Regions from separate parts of the Mus musculus genome. Here region 1 is linked to region 2. Evidence: chromatin contacts called from public Hi-C data. All regions are on one chromosome and are shown on one strand. Each heading gives the region's core, a stretch centred on a gene start, on an enhancer-like site or on the middle of the called end of the contact. The rest is flanking DNA. Distances are from core to core; before and after follow the strand shown. Region 1 overlaps Arhgap6 (Rho GTPase activating protein 6). Region 2 overlaps Arhgap6 (Rho GTPase activating protein 6).

Region 1 (6,721 bases), core at 3,843-6,342, 110 kb after region 2:
TGGCACGGTATGCCTGAGGTCAGAAGACAAGCAGTCAGAGTTAGTTCTCTCCTTATACCATATGAATTCAGAATGACTGAGATCAGCTCTTCAAGCTTGGAAACAAATCCCCTTGGCAACTGAGATATTTCATCAGCTCAAGGTCCCTAGAAAACAATTTATATTTCACCCTACCATCTATGTTTCCGACATCTCAATTATCACATTGCCATTTTATACAGACTCTTTATGGGCTCTTCAGGATATATTCCAAAGAGGCACAATCTTGGAGACAAGAAAAGTTACTCTAAAGGGTTAATTGTAAATATAAATTTGCCTTAGTATTTTTAAACTGGTGCAAAGGTCAGAAAATATTTTCTGCAAGGGCCAGATACTAAAATGGTTCCACTCTGTGGGCCAGGCAGACTTTGTTGCAAGCTGTTGTAGCTCTACTGCTGAAGTGTGAACACAGCCACAGGCAGTGTCCACAGGAGTGATTGTAACTGTGCTCCAATACAACTTCAAGATTTGGCTCATGGGCAGCAGCTTGTTGATTCCTGTTCTAGTCAAGATATTATAAGAAAAATACTCATCGTTCCCATTTCACAGATGATGAAAGTGAAGTATTAGCTTGTTAAAAACCCAACTGGCTGACAAATAGCGGTGCCAGGACCCAAATCGAGGAAGTTGTTGCTTTTAGCAACTACTCCATGTCAGCCAGTGGGATCCTTGGCTCTTGAATTCTGCATGGCTTGTCAATCATTTCTGTAAGGGCTGTCCACAAAGCCCCCACAGTAATCCTTCTTCCTCTGCCCTGTTCTATATGCGTTGCCAGTGCTTGTCATCGTGTAACTTCCTGTGAGATACTTGGCCATCCTGTGTTTTTATCTGCTTTCTCTTTTGTTCACTAATGAGTCTTAAGTACTTTGAAGAGCTCCTGGCCTGTAGAACACCCTCATCCAATACTTGTTGAATAAACAAGATAGGCCTTTGCATGTTTGGATTTGGACACTCTTCAAGTAGCAGTTCTATATGAAGGTGAAAGTTCAAAGTAGGCTAACATCCCTAGAAACTATGTCTAATCTTCTGAAATCCATGCTCAAGATAAAATAGAACTACTTTTTTAAAATTACAAAGTCCAGAGTCAATGGATTTCTGAAAGTATATGACATAGAAGAGGTATTAAATCCTCATAAAGTATACTGAGGAGTAAGGAGTCAAGAGAGGACAATTGAAAACTGGTTTCCTGTTGAGTGCAGAAAGGAACTGTCTCTTTGATGAGTCCAGCCAGTGAGACACATAGTGGTGTGACAGCCACATAGACACTCAGCTTTCCCCAGAAGCTCACAAAGAAGGAAGTTTCCTGTGATTGTCACATATTTATTTTGGAGCGAGAAAGACCAAGGCAGAAATGTTTATTGTGTGGCTTGGTATTTCAATGTATACTATGCTTCAGTAGTGCATATGACTATATGGGAAGCATGCCTTTACTAATTATTATTATATATCATTAGTACTTGTGACATTTATGATCTAAATGACAGACCATTCTTTAGTCTCTAAGCTATTTACCTTGTGCTTCTTGCCTTCAAAAAACCCTGATCCAACTGGCACCTAGAAAAAAAGAAATCTACTCCAACACATAGTGGAACTATTTATTCAAAACTTCAGCACACGTTTCTTTAAGAGTTTTACATGTCACTGAAAGAGCCATGCTTCAGAAGGACGTACAAATTTAGAGTGATGATTAATATTAATTATAACTTAAATTATCACTTATTCACATCCTGTCAGGAGCTAATAAGCCCTCCACGAGAAATTCATTTTCATTGTCGTGTGTGATCCACACATGCCTGAGAGTTAATTCTTCCTCTTTCTGCATGTACTACTGAGGAATCTGAGACTCAAAGATGTTCAGAATCTTGTCAAAAAGTTCACATATAATTGGACCAGAGGTGTGGTACTTTAAATTTGGAAGTCCATGTTAAATCAAAAATGTGCATGTTTGACAGCAATAATTTCCCCACCATGATTCTGACATACTGAGTTGACAGAAAATAGTTTGACAAGAACTATATCAATCCCTTCCTGGCCCTCTTGGATTGGCCAGTTTATTATTGGGTGTGGTTAAAGAGATACTCCAATTATAGAGAAGCCCTAAACACATAACAAAACAGCTTGCTGTAGGCTCAACCAAAATTATTTCAATCAATTTTATTTCATGGTAAACTCAAATCTGTTTGTAAAGATTTGCAGATCAGCCCAAAAGAATTACCTTTCTAAATAAAACATAGACATTGAGTTTTGGGTTTGCCTTTTAATTCTTTTAACTAAATGTGGATACATAGACTTTTGATGGGAAAGAAATCTCTTTAGTTGACATTGTTGGTGAGGTCCTCTCCAGTTAAACAAAACTCTATTTTATTGAGGTTTTTGTTTGTTTATTATGTATTATTTTGTGGTATTTGTGTTTCTTGAAGCTGGTTCAAAAATAGCTCTTAGGATTTTTCTTATGTGCATAACATAAAGAATCCTAAATGATATTCGTAAAATACATAGTTCATGCCTCTGATAACAAAATGTATAAATGATAAGATTTCCTGGCACCATTATTTTAAGGGGATTCTCCATATTCGAGCTTAACAGCAGATCTAATATATACCCTGTCAGGGTTCCTCATCCTCTGAAATATTAGTATTTTGAATCAGATAGACATTTACAGTGCAGAAATGCTTCATGCATTATAAGACAGTTCATTGTGTCCAGCCCCCTCTCTCCAGATTTCTGTCTCTGTCTCTGTCTCTGCCTTCCTCTGTTTCTCTTCCTCTCTCTTCATTTCTCATTGGAATATCTTTCCAAGTTTGAGTCAAAATGATTAGTCTCTGTCTTTCTGTCTCTGGCTTATTTGATAAAACAATTTACAAAACTATATAGCAGGCTACATTTGGCTAGTGGTCTACATACATTCTCCCAATCTCAAAACTATAATTTATGAATGATTCATTCTGTCTCTCTTTGTCTCTCTGTCTCTGTCTCTGTGTGTCTCTCTCTCTATCCCCCCCCCCTCTCTCTCTCTCTCTCTCTCTGTGGGGGGGGGGCTTTTTCAGATAGAGTTTACATAGCCCAGGGTATCCTCACACCCAAGATCCTCTAGGCTCTGAGTCCCCAGTACTGAGCTCACATATATACACCATCATGCCCTGCTGCCCAATATTTCTGCACTTCTTATCTCTTTATTTTCAATGTGTTCTCCCCCTGAGTGTTTTAAGACATTTCTTAGCACCCCTCTTTCCTTTTCAGATCTGATTGTGTTCCTCTTTTAGTCAGTGTTCCTCATATACTGGTATTTATTGAGAAAAAAAAACGAAAATCTACTTTGCATTGCTTACACAGAAAACTTTAAGGAGTCTGGCCTAGACTTGTGCTTTGTTTTGCTCGCTGCTATTTCTATCTTTCCAGATGTATAGAATAAGTCTGTTTCCTCATTTGTGCTGGGAAAACCCTTATCTTTCTTAGTCAATTTTCAAGTCTCCATCAAAACATTACCTTCTCTACAATGCCTTCATTGATCTACAGACAGATGGTAACGCTCTGTCTTCTAGGCAGCCATTGCATTTGACACATGTTTCTAAGATCATAATATGTCTAGTTTCTAGATTGTGTTCTTGCTACCTGAAAGGTAACACTTTAAGGACAGAGGCTATACTGTTATCTGAATAATCTCAGGCCTACTACAGTGCTTACTATGAGGTACGTACTATTGAATATTGTTTGAATTAGCCATGAGGATAGAATAATAAAAACATGGTAGGAATGTTATGAATCAGTTAATTTCATTCATAAATTATAGTTTTGAGATTGGGAGAATGTATGTAGACCACTAGCCAAATGTAGCCCGCTATATAGTTTTGTAAATTGTTTTATCAAATAAGCCACAACATAATTCTTTTATAAATTATCTATGGCTACTTGAATGTCCCAGAGGCAGTTAGGTTATTGAAACAGGATCAAGAGGGCCCACAAGGAATGAAATATTACTCTATGACCCTTGGTAAAAACAGAGGCTGCCAATATCAGCTAAAAGGTAGTAGAATCCTCTATAGAACAGCTTTTTAAATACTTTTTCAAAGGGATATGTAATTTTATTTTTACACTTAGATAACAAAAAAGAGCTTCCTTAAATATTCAAATTTCATATCTTAAAGATGAAAACGGGCTAGCAAGATGGATCACTGAGTAAACTAGTGTCAGGGATATGAGTTTAATTCCAGGAATTCCAGAACACAAGAAAAAAAAAAAACGTATTGTGTCAAGTTGTCCTCTGATCTCCATAAGTGTACTGTGACACAACTGTGCCTGCACACATACCCCCAAATAAACAAAAATTAAACAAAATTTAAAGTTACAAACATATTTATTGTTTCTTATCCAGGGAAAAATGCAAATCACAAAGTCTTGAGCACGTATATATTTTAATATCTGCAGGGACTCCTAAAATAGATCCCCTAGGATACTAAATAAAATCATATTGTTATATAGTATAATTTTGCAATATAATTTATTCAATGCTACAATTATGATATTGGTAATGTAAAAAAATGCTGATCACCTCAACGAGTTGCTAGACGAATAAAAAAGCATACAGCACAAACAATGATACACCGTACTCTCGCAAAAAAAAAAAATTGTTCCCTCTATGAAATGCACATAATAGAAAGTACTAGCACAGTTTTTCCTGTTATGAAAATACACACAAAAATATATTTCCCATATATATATATATATATATATATACATACATATATAGAGGAAGTAGGTTCCTCACAAGCACATGGTTTTCCTTAACCTATGCATGCGCCATCAAATGAGAACTTTTAACCCAGAAGCCAGGTTATGTTTTGATTTTTTGCAACGGACTAAGAAAATGCATACTAAACTAAGACAGGATTTGGTTTGAGGACTAGAGAGCCAACTATGGAACACAAATGTGAAATCTGTTTGCCTCTGTTTCTGCCTAAGAGAGAAGGAAGTTTGTGACAAATGAGTGAACTGTGTAACGCTTCTTGTTTTTCCCTTGGCCGGCAGGGTGACTTCACCTGGAACAGCATGTCTGGTCGTAGCGTGCGCCTGAGGTCAGTCCCCATCCAGAGCCTCTCAGAGCTGGAGCGGGCACGACTGCAGGAAGTGGCTTTTTATCAGTTGCAGCAGGACTGTGACCTGGGCTGTCAGATCACCATCCCCAAAGGTAAGGCCCTGTTTGCATGATCTGCCTTTCTGTGGGGGGTCTGCCAGCCACCTGTTCTGCCAAAGCCACAGGCTGCACATTATTCTCACGGCTAGCATTAACACAGAGTGGAAACTACAGCTTCTTAGTGGATAGCTGGCATCCCTGCCCATTTTGAAAGACATGTACAAACAAGACAATGTACATGCTGGCTAAATATTTTTTAAAAAGGTTAACTGGGGGTTGGGGGAGGAAAGCCAGGCATAACTCAAAAGTTTTCATGGATTCACATCAACCAAGAAGAATGCTTATAGAAAGGTCAACTAAAAAGTTTGGAAGAAAAGCTGAGACAACTTGATTTCAAAATAACTATCTAGGAAGAATGTCTCAGATCTGTTATTAAGCTTGCAGGTTTGATCCCTTACACACTGAGAATCTGAAACATTATTGCCAAGAACTTCATTTGTAGCCAGTCTCGGTAGTATTTTGTTACTGTGACACTTGAGTCCAGGCACACTGCTTTCCTGGTACTTTAACACAAGGCCTGATTCCCACAGACCTGAGAAGAAGGGACCTGAATTCATTTAGTCCATAGAAAGCTGTCTCTGAATGATTACTGTCATCTGCAAAGGCAGTTTTTATAATTGCATGACAGAGAAAACTAACTTGAGGCAGAATGAAAAAAACTGTAATTTATTATTGAAACTATAGTAAACTTGTTCATAAAGAGTTTTGACCAGTGGGCTTAAAACAAAAAATGAAAGCAGAAGAATGTAGGCAAGTGTCTGGAAGGTAGACATGTTATTAATATTTATTCATCAGATAAGTACATGAATACATGCATATTCTACTTCATCTCAAAATTCCTCATAGGTTCCTGTGTAGAAGGCTTTATCTGTATTGCTGAGGTAAGGCTTTAGGGACGCCACGGGATTCCAGGGGCTCTGACTTTTATCAATAGGTTAACCCACTGACAAAATGCATGAAGGAGTGGATTGTCTGGAGGTGGTGAAAACTGGAGGGGATGGTACTTAGAGGGAAGAAACTGAGTCTAGTCCAAGCAAGGCCTCCTCTCTGACAGTCTGCCTACTTGCCATCATAAACCATGCAGTTTTGTTCTACCACAACGTGCCTCAAAATAAGCCCAGAAACAGGGGATCCAAGTGACCATGGACTAAAACTTGTAACACCATATATATGTATGCCTTTTAAATTGTTTATCTCGGATATTTAGTTGTATCCATACATTAACAGAAAAACAACTATCATAATATATAATGTGTATGTGTATGTGTATGTGTATGTGTGTGTGTGTGTGTGTGTGTGTGTGCACATGCACAGGTGCACGTGCATGCATGTACAATGTGGTTCTCAAGTAGAGCTGATCTTGCCTTTCATCTCCCAGAGGACATCTGCCAATTTCTGGCCATCCATTTGGCTGTCATACTTTGGGAGAAGGTTCTATTGTCATCAAGTGGGTTCAAGTCAGAAATATTGATAAATCACCTATAATACATA
Region 2 (6,192 bases), core at 2,828-5,327:
CAGTTAAACATCAAAAAAGGGGACTGGGAGGCAAGATAAACAGGAACTGCCACAATGCTCTGTAGACAGGGACTTCTCTCCTCCTGAAATCTATATTTTGATCTCAGTAAAGACACTTGAGCAGGAAGTGATAATACATTCCTATTTGGTGAGAAGTTCTCAAAGAACAGGATTCAGGAGTCTATAGAACATCCGAACACAAGTTGATGGGAAATTGAAAGTTTACAGAAATTAGAGGGTGACAATTACATTTTGCTATTTTTTAAAACATACTTTTTATTGATATTTTGGGAATATCACATCATGCATCAATGCCGCTCATTTTCCGGTCCTTCCATATCTACTCTTCTTCCTTGTAACCACATCCCAAAACTTTTTGAAAAAAAAAATTAAAAAGCAACAACAAAAGTCCTATCTCACTGACCCTTCTGGGCAATGACCAGCTCCTCTATGAACCATAGCCTTCTCTAAACCCCATCACAGGAATCTCTCCTTCTGTTGTACATGTATTATTCTGCTTTTCCACTTCCCCCACCCTTCTGTCACATTGTTTCTCATGCTGGCATGGGAAGCTGCAATGTGTCAAGCAGTATACCCTTTTTTTGCATGAACAAGTCATTGATACTTTGGGAAATTTTCATTCATTGCATAGCTTCCCATTTTAAAATGCACACACTTTTTAAAGCCAAGAATTCCATGTATATACCTTTGTATCAAATTTGATCATCTAAGACTCTGATAAAAATCATTTGCTTTAAAATGTGTATGCTTGAATTAAGAGATGGTTATCCAGTTATTATTTTAAATTATGGAAATAGCACCATGATCTGTGGACAGTACAACATTAATAAAAGCAAGAAAAAATTAAAAGACCTTATGGTTAATTTAAATTATTGTAGGCAATTTACTTCTTGTGCTTTCTACCTGTTTCTAAAATCTGTGTGCTTTATTGCTTTTGATATAACACATTTATAATTGGTATAACACAATTTTAATTCTGGATCCTTCCCAGGACTCTTCTCTGATATCCTGTTGTCAGACTGAGTAATGGAGATCCTGCAGCTTTGGTTCAGCAGCATCAGCCCCTTCACGTGCTCCTGCAGCTCATAAATGGGGTAGATGTTGGGGTAGGCCAGTTCAAAGCCTGGATCTGGGCCTGGGCGGTAGCTGGGTTGGCCAGCCCACCAGCTCTCTCTCATCCAAATGTTGGAGACATTTTGTTATTTTTCTATGCAAATATTTACTAAAGGCCTTCCTCCTTTACTATTTATTTCAGAAGGTACAAGAATAGAGAAGTATACAGGATAGAATATGGGAGTATAAGTTTGACTATAGCAATGCACACTATGTATGTCTTGTTTGATGGTATATATAGACTTTTTAAAGTTCAGAGCATTTTGTGATTTGAGATTTTCTGAATAGGGATGTCCAATGTGTGTTAGGAAACATTACTAGAAAATAATAGTTAACATAATGGAAGCCATGCATTATGTGAACATCTGGCTTGTATTTGTATCCTGTATCTTTGGAAGTGATATAATATATAAATTTAAAATTCACACACTTTTAAAGCCAAGAATTCTATCTATGTATCTTTGTATCAAATTTGATCATCTAAAACTCTGATAAAAATCATTTGCTTTAAAATGTGTATGCTTGAATTAAGAGATGGTTATCCAGTTATTATTTTAAATTATGGAAATAGCACCATGATCTGTGGACAGTACAACATTAATAAAAGCAAGAAAAAATTAAAAGACCTTATGGTTAATTTAAATTATTGTAGGCAATTTACTTCTTGTGCTTTCTACCTGTTTCTAAAATCTGTGTGCTTTATTGCTTTTGATATAACACATTTAAAAAATAAGGCGAAATACCTGTACATGCAAGTTAGAAAATACCTGTTCAAACCACATGCTTTGGGGTTTTTTAAAACTAGCACAGAGACATCTAAGTGGATAAAAGCTTATAAAGTAAAAAATAAAGCAATTCTGTACAATATTTGTAAAGCATTCTAAAATTCATGATTTCAATTCAATAGATAAAATATTAACATGCTTTGTTTTATCAATGTATTTAGCTTAAGATCAGAAATGTCAAAGGCAGTGTTAATAACCATGTTTTCTGTGTGATACCCTAATTACACTTCAAGTAAAATGTACAAACTTGAAGACAACTTTAAATGAATTCCTAAAAGACAAATCCAAATATGGTAACAAGACAAATTGGAAAGGTAATAAAGGAGGCATGAGAATGCAATTCGAGGTAATGTCACAATAAAATTACTCTCCCTTATACCTCACATGGATATTCTAAGAGGTTTGGAAGCCTGAACTGAATGGGCATAGTAAAAATTAGAACACTTGTCAGTTTCAGAGCTCATCATCCTCTGTGGATTTTAGAAAGAAGGATTTATTCTGGGGCTTTGTTTTCTCTGAGCTGTACCTTGTAAATGAAAAGTACAACATGTGTATCTTCCATGCTGAGAAATAAACAGCAAGCTCACCCTCTGTAAACAGTAATCCAATATGCTACGCAAGGGTTACAGATGCATCCATTTAGATAAACAGTCAGAGGCCTTATTAATAATTAGTCCTTGTGCAAGAACTGTGGCGATCAATACTACACAGAAAAGTTTTTCTGTAACCACTATACTTTTTTCTGAGCCTAGGGCAGTGTCTGACACATAGGAGGAGGCCAACTGAGGTTTGTGAGTAAGTGAATCAGAGGACATTCTGCAAGTTTGGAAAGAGGAACTTACAGTGGCTCCTGATTTAGTTCTTTTGCAGTATGCAGAGTTGCTACAAGTCAGGTCATGTAGCTCAGTCCAGGTCAATGCGGGAAGTCAGGAAGGAGAGGCCAAGGCTTGACCTTGTGGCTTTGCCAGCTAACCCTCTCTTCTAGCTTTGTTTCCTTCTTGTGGAGAAGCAGATGTGCCTGCCTGATAGGGCAGATGCCTGAAAGCCCCAGGTCTGGAGGAGGTAACATCCTGGCCTCTCGTGCTTCCTGGGTGATTCATTAACCAGCTATGAGCACAAGATCTGTCAGTCACTTCCAGAAGCTCAGCCACATCAATGCTCTTGTGATAATGGGTTCAAGATCCAGAAAGTGCAACAACTCATGGCAAATTATTAAAAGCTATAACCTTGATGTAGTACATGCTTTGTAACGTTAAAACACGTTTTTTGACCGCCTTTCTATTCTATTCTTTTAGTTGCAGATGAACGTACTGGGTCAATTTGTCATTATAATAAAAGAGTTATCATATATGAATCAAACACAGGAACTACAGATCTCAATTCCTCTGATCTCAGAGGACAATGTATGTCATTTTATTCAAATTCTATATAGTCCTGCTTCCTATCATCCAATTGTACCTGTAGCTTCAAAATTGTTCTTCTTTGCTGTTATATCATGTTAAGTCTCTGCCTTGTTAAACAAACAAACAAACCAAAAAACCAACCAACCACACAAACAAACAAACAAACAAACAAAATCCTCTTCTAAAACCCATTCTCTTTTACAACTGTATATCTATTAAGGATGGCTCATATATGATCTTTGTCTTTTCTTCAGCCCTCTGCCAAGGTAGCTTGTGTATCGTCATTCTTTTGTGTCTCTTTTTCTCCAGTTTGTGGGAGCCATCACCTGCAAAGTCATATGCTCAGTTCTTACTGCATTTAAACTCTGTAGCCTTTCAAGCCAAATGCCTCTGCTGCTGCTCCTTCTTCTGCTTCTTCAAAATATTTTTTTTAAACAAATGTATTTATTTTTTATGAGCACTGATGTTTTGCCTGAATGTCTGTCTCTGTGCAGTGGTTACTGGAGTTACAGTTATACGCTGCAATGTGGGTGTTGGGACTTGAACCCAGGTTCTTTAGGAAGATGAGCCAGTGCTCTTAACCACTGAGCCATCTCTCCAACCTGCAAATGCTTCTTTCTGTCAAACTTTGTTCCTTTTTATCCCCACAGCTTCCTTTTATTTCTACTCTTATCTTTCTAAACACTATGTTGTGGTCGTCCCTGCAAGCATTAGATTTCTCATCTGCTTCTTAAGCACATTTCCATCACAGATCTCCTATCCTGTCATAGTAGATGCATTTATTTCACCCTGTCAGTGACTGCAGTTTCAATGCTACAGTCAGGCTTCACTATTTCAAGCATGACAACACCATTGTAAAAGTACAAGGGAAAGAATGTAAGAGAAAAATCACATTTTAGCTTTTGTGAAAAATGAAATACCATTGCACACAGTACTCCAAGGCATAGCTCACTGATAAACACTTAACTTTTAAAACTCTCTCAACGTCCTACTTCACTCTAGTCTTGTTTCCCCGCAACCCCTTCTTCCCTGGTTTCTGTATAGTTGTATCATCTGTTGTGTGCTAGTTTCTACTTTATCGTTCTTTGGCATGTACCCTTTATTCTTCAGCTTAGAAGACTGCTATAAATTTCATTTTGCCTTTAGTGTTTTTGAAATTTGGAGGCTTATCTATATATCTGAATGGAGTGATGAATGAACATTTCAGTTATATACTTTGACTTCTTTATGTCCTCAATGGTTGCTAGTGACACAACCAGTGCCACTTATTAAGTAAAATGTTATAACACTTACCATTACCCTTTATGTTGCCTTTAACCTTCACATACACCTTAGAAAAGATGGTGTAAGGAACTGAATACTTGTGCACCTTCCTGAAATTCTGTAATTCTGTCTCTGAATGTGGTGAGATTTTAGATGGAGCATACAACAGGTGATTTGGTTTAGATTGTGGTAAGGAGGGTGTGATCATAATGAGCTGAGTGTTCTTAGAATAACGCAGAGTTTTTCTGCCATGTTTAGACACAGAGGACAGGCAGCTGTCTGTACATCAGAAAGTGTCTTCACTAAAATTTGACTATACTAATACCTTGATCTCAGGATTTCAGTTTAGAGAACTGTGAGAAATCCATGGCTTATCATTTAAACCAAGCAAGCCACTCAATGTTACTTGTTGTGGTAACTTAAGAAGCTAAGGAAAAAAGTATCCCTCCTTCTTACATTTCTACCTTTTCAAAATTGTATTTTTAATTCTGTGTAGGTCTTTGTATCTATTTGTGGGTATGTATACATGAGTGAATGTGCCCACAGAGAGCAGGCACCAGGTCCTTTGAATGGGGCAATATAGGTGGTTTTGAATCGCCCACTATGGGTCCTTGAACTAATCTTGAGTCTTTTACAACAGCAGTATGTATCCTTAACTCCTGGGTAATCTATCCAGCTTATTGCCCCTAATATAAAAAGAAGCTGATCTTTCAGTGTGAATTGTTTGCTGTATATCACAGTTCCAGTAAATGACAAAAACAATAATCAAAACCATTGTAATTGTTTATTTTGACTACCTAATGGAGAAATGCAATGTGACTTTCTACATTCGATATAAATGAACAAAGGTCTTTTAATGATTGGGAATCTAATATATGCAATGAATTTTGTAATTGTTTTACTACTTTTTATTTTGGGCCCAAAGATAACAATACATCATTCTAGTAATCCACATTGCTTAATATTCTAAAGACAGTCATTGAGATATGTACCGACTAAAGTGATTAAATAGCGATTGGGGGGTGGGGTGAGATGGTTCCATAGACAAGCCTAGTCAAGGCTGAATTTTTATATCTCAGTTTTATCCCTGGAATTCACAGTGGAAGAAAAGAACTGATTCCAAATGCTGTCTTGTTACCTGCAAGAGTGTATTGTAGCTGGCATGCATGCTGCACATACGAACACACACATCATATATATATATATATATATATATATATATATATATATGTGTGTGTGTGTGTGTACATATACATATACAATTTGTTGTCCATTCACAATTCTAAAAATTTTAACTTGTAGCATCATATAACAAGGGTGGTAGTGGAATTTCCTGTCTTTAAAATTGGAAGCTTGATTAGATGGGCCAAATGTATTAGGGGCTATTCATCTGCAAGTAAGAGAACATTTCACCCTCTCAGGAGATTAATCAGCCTGAAAATTGAAATGTAACAGAAGCCAAAGTAGAGCATGTAAGAGAATCTATATATAGGCTGTGAGGATCTATCCTTCTGTGTGTTCTTTTCATGCTATGCTCAGGCTGGTGGCGTGAGGGGCTGGATTAGTTTTAGACAACCACATTGAGATGTGACAATGAACACAGGAAG

The links. A called contact is a pair of places that touch in the nucleus more often than the background predicts.
Region 1: a contact with region 2 is called in a Hi-C map of the G1E-ER4 cell line, with 3 times the contacts expected there. The contact joins two enhancer-like sites. A contact is called at or near these places in 4 of 484 Hi-C or Micro-C datasets (the G1E-ER4 cell line, the HL-1 cell line, LSK cells and 1 more) and 1 of 9 other capture datasets (pancreatic islet).

What each region holds. Positions count from the first base shown.
Region 1 is chrX:169,215,134-169,221,854 of GRCm38.p6, forward strand. Arhgap6 (Rho GTPase activating protein 6) reads left to right here. Exons shown (of 13, transcript NM_009707.4): 2 at 5,065-5,224. Among named protein-coding and RNA genes, the nearest start is that of Amelx, 31 kb to the left of the region's middle. Within about 2 kb of position 5,093, at least 8 of the 459 cell types and tissues checked have an H3K27ac peak or open chromatin away from gene starts, as enhancers often do. A contact at or near this core is called in the G1E-ER4 cell line, where this site is marked.
Region 2 is chrX:169,103,569-169,109,760 of GRCm38.p6, forward strand. All of the region lies in intron 1 of Arhgap6 (Rho GTPase activating protein 6), which reads left to right. Among named protein-coding and RNA genes, the nearest start is that of Amelx, 81 kb to the right of the region's middle. Within about 2 kb of position 4,078, at least 63 of the 459 cell types and tissues checked have an H3K27ac peak or open chromatin away from gene starts, as enhancers often do. A contact at or near this core is called in the G1E-ER4 cell line, where this site is marked.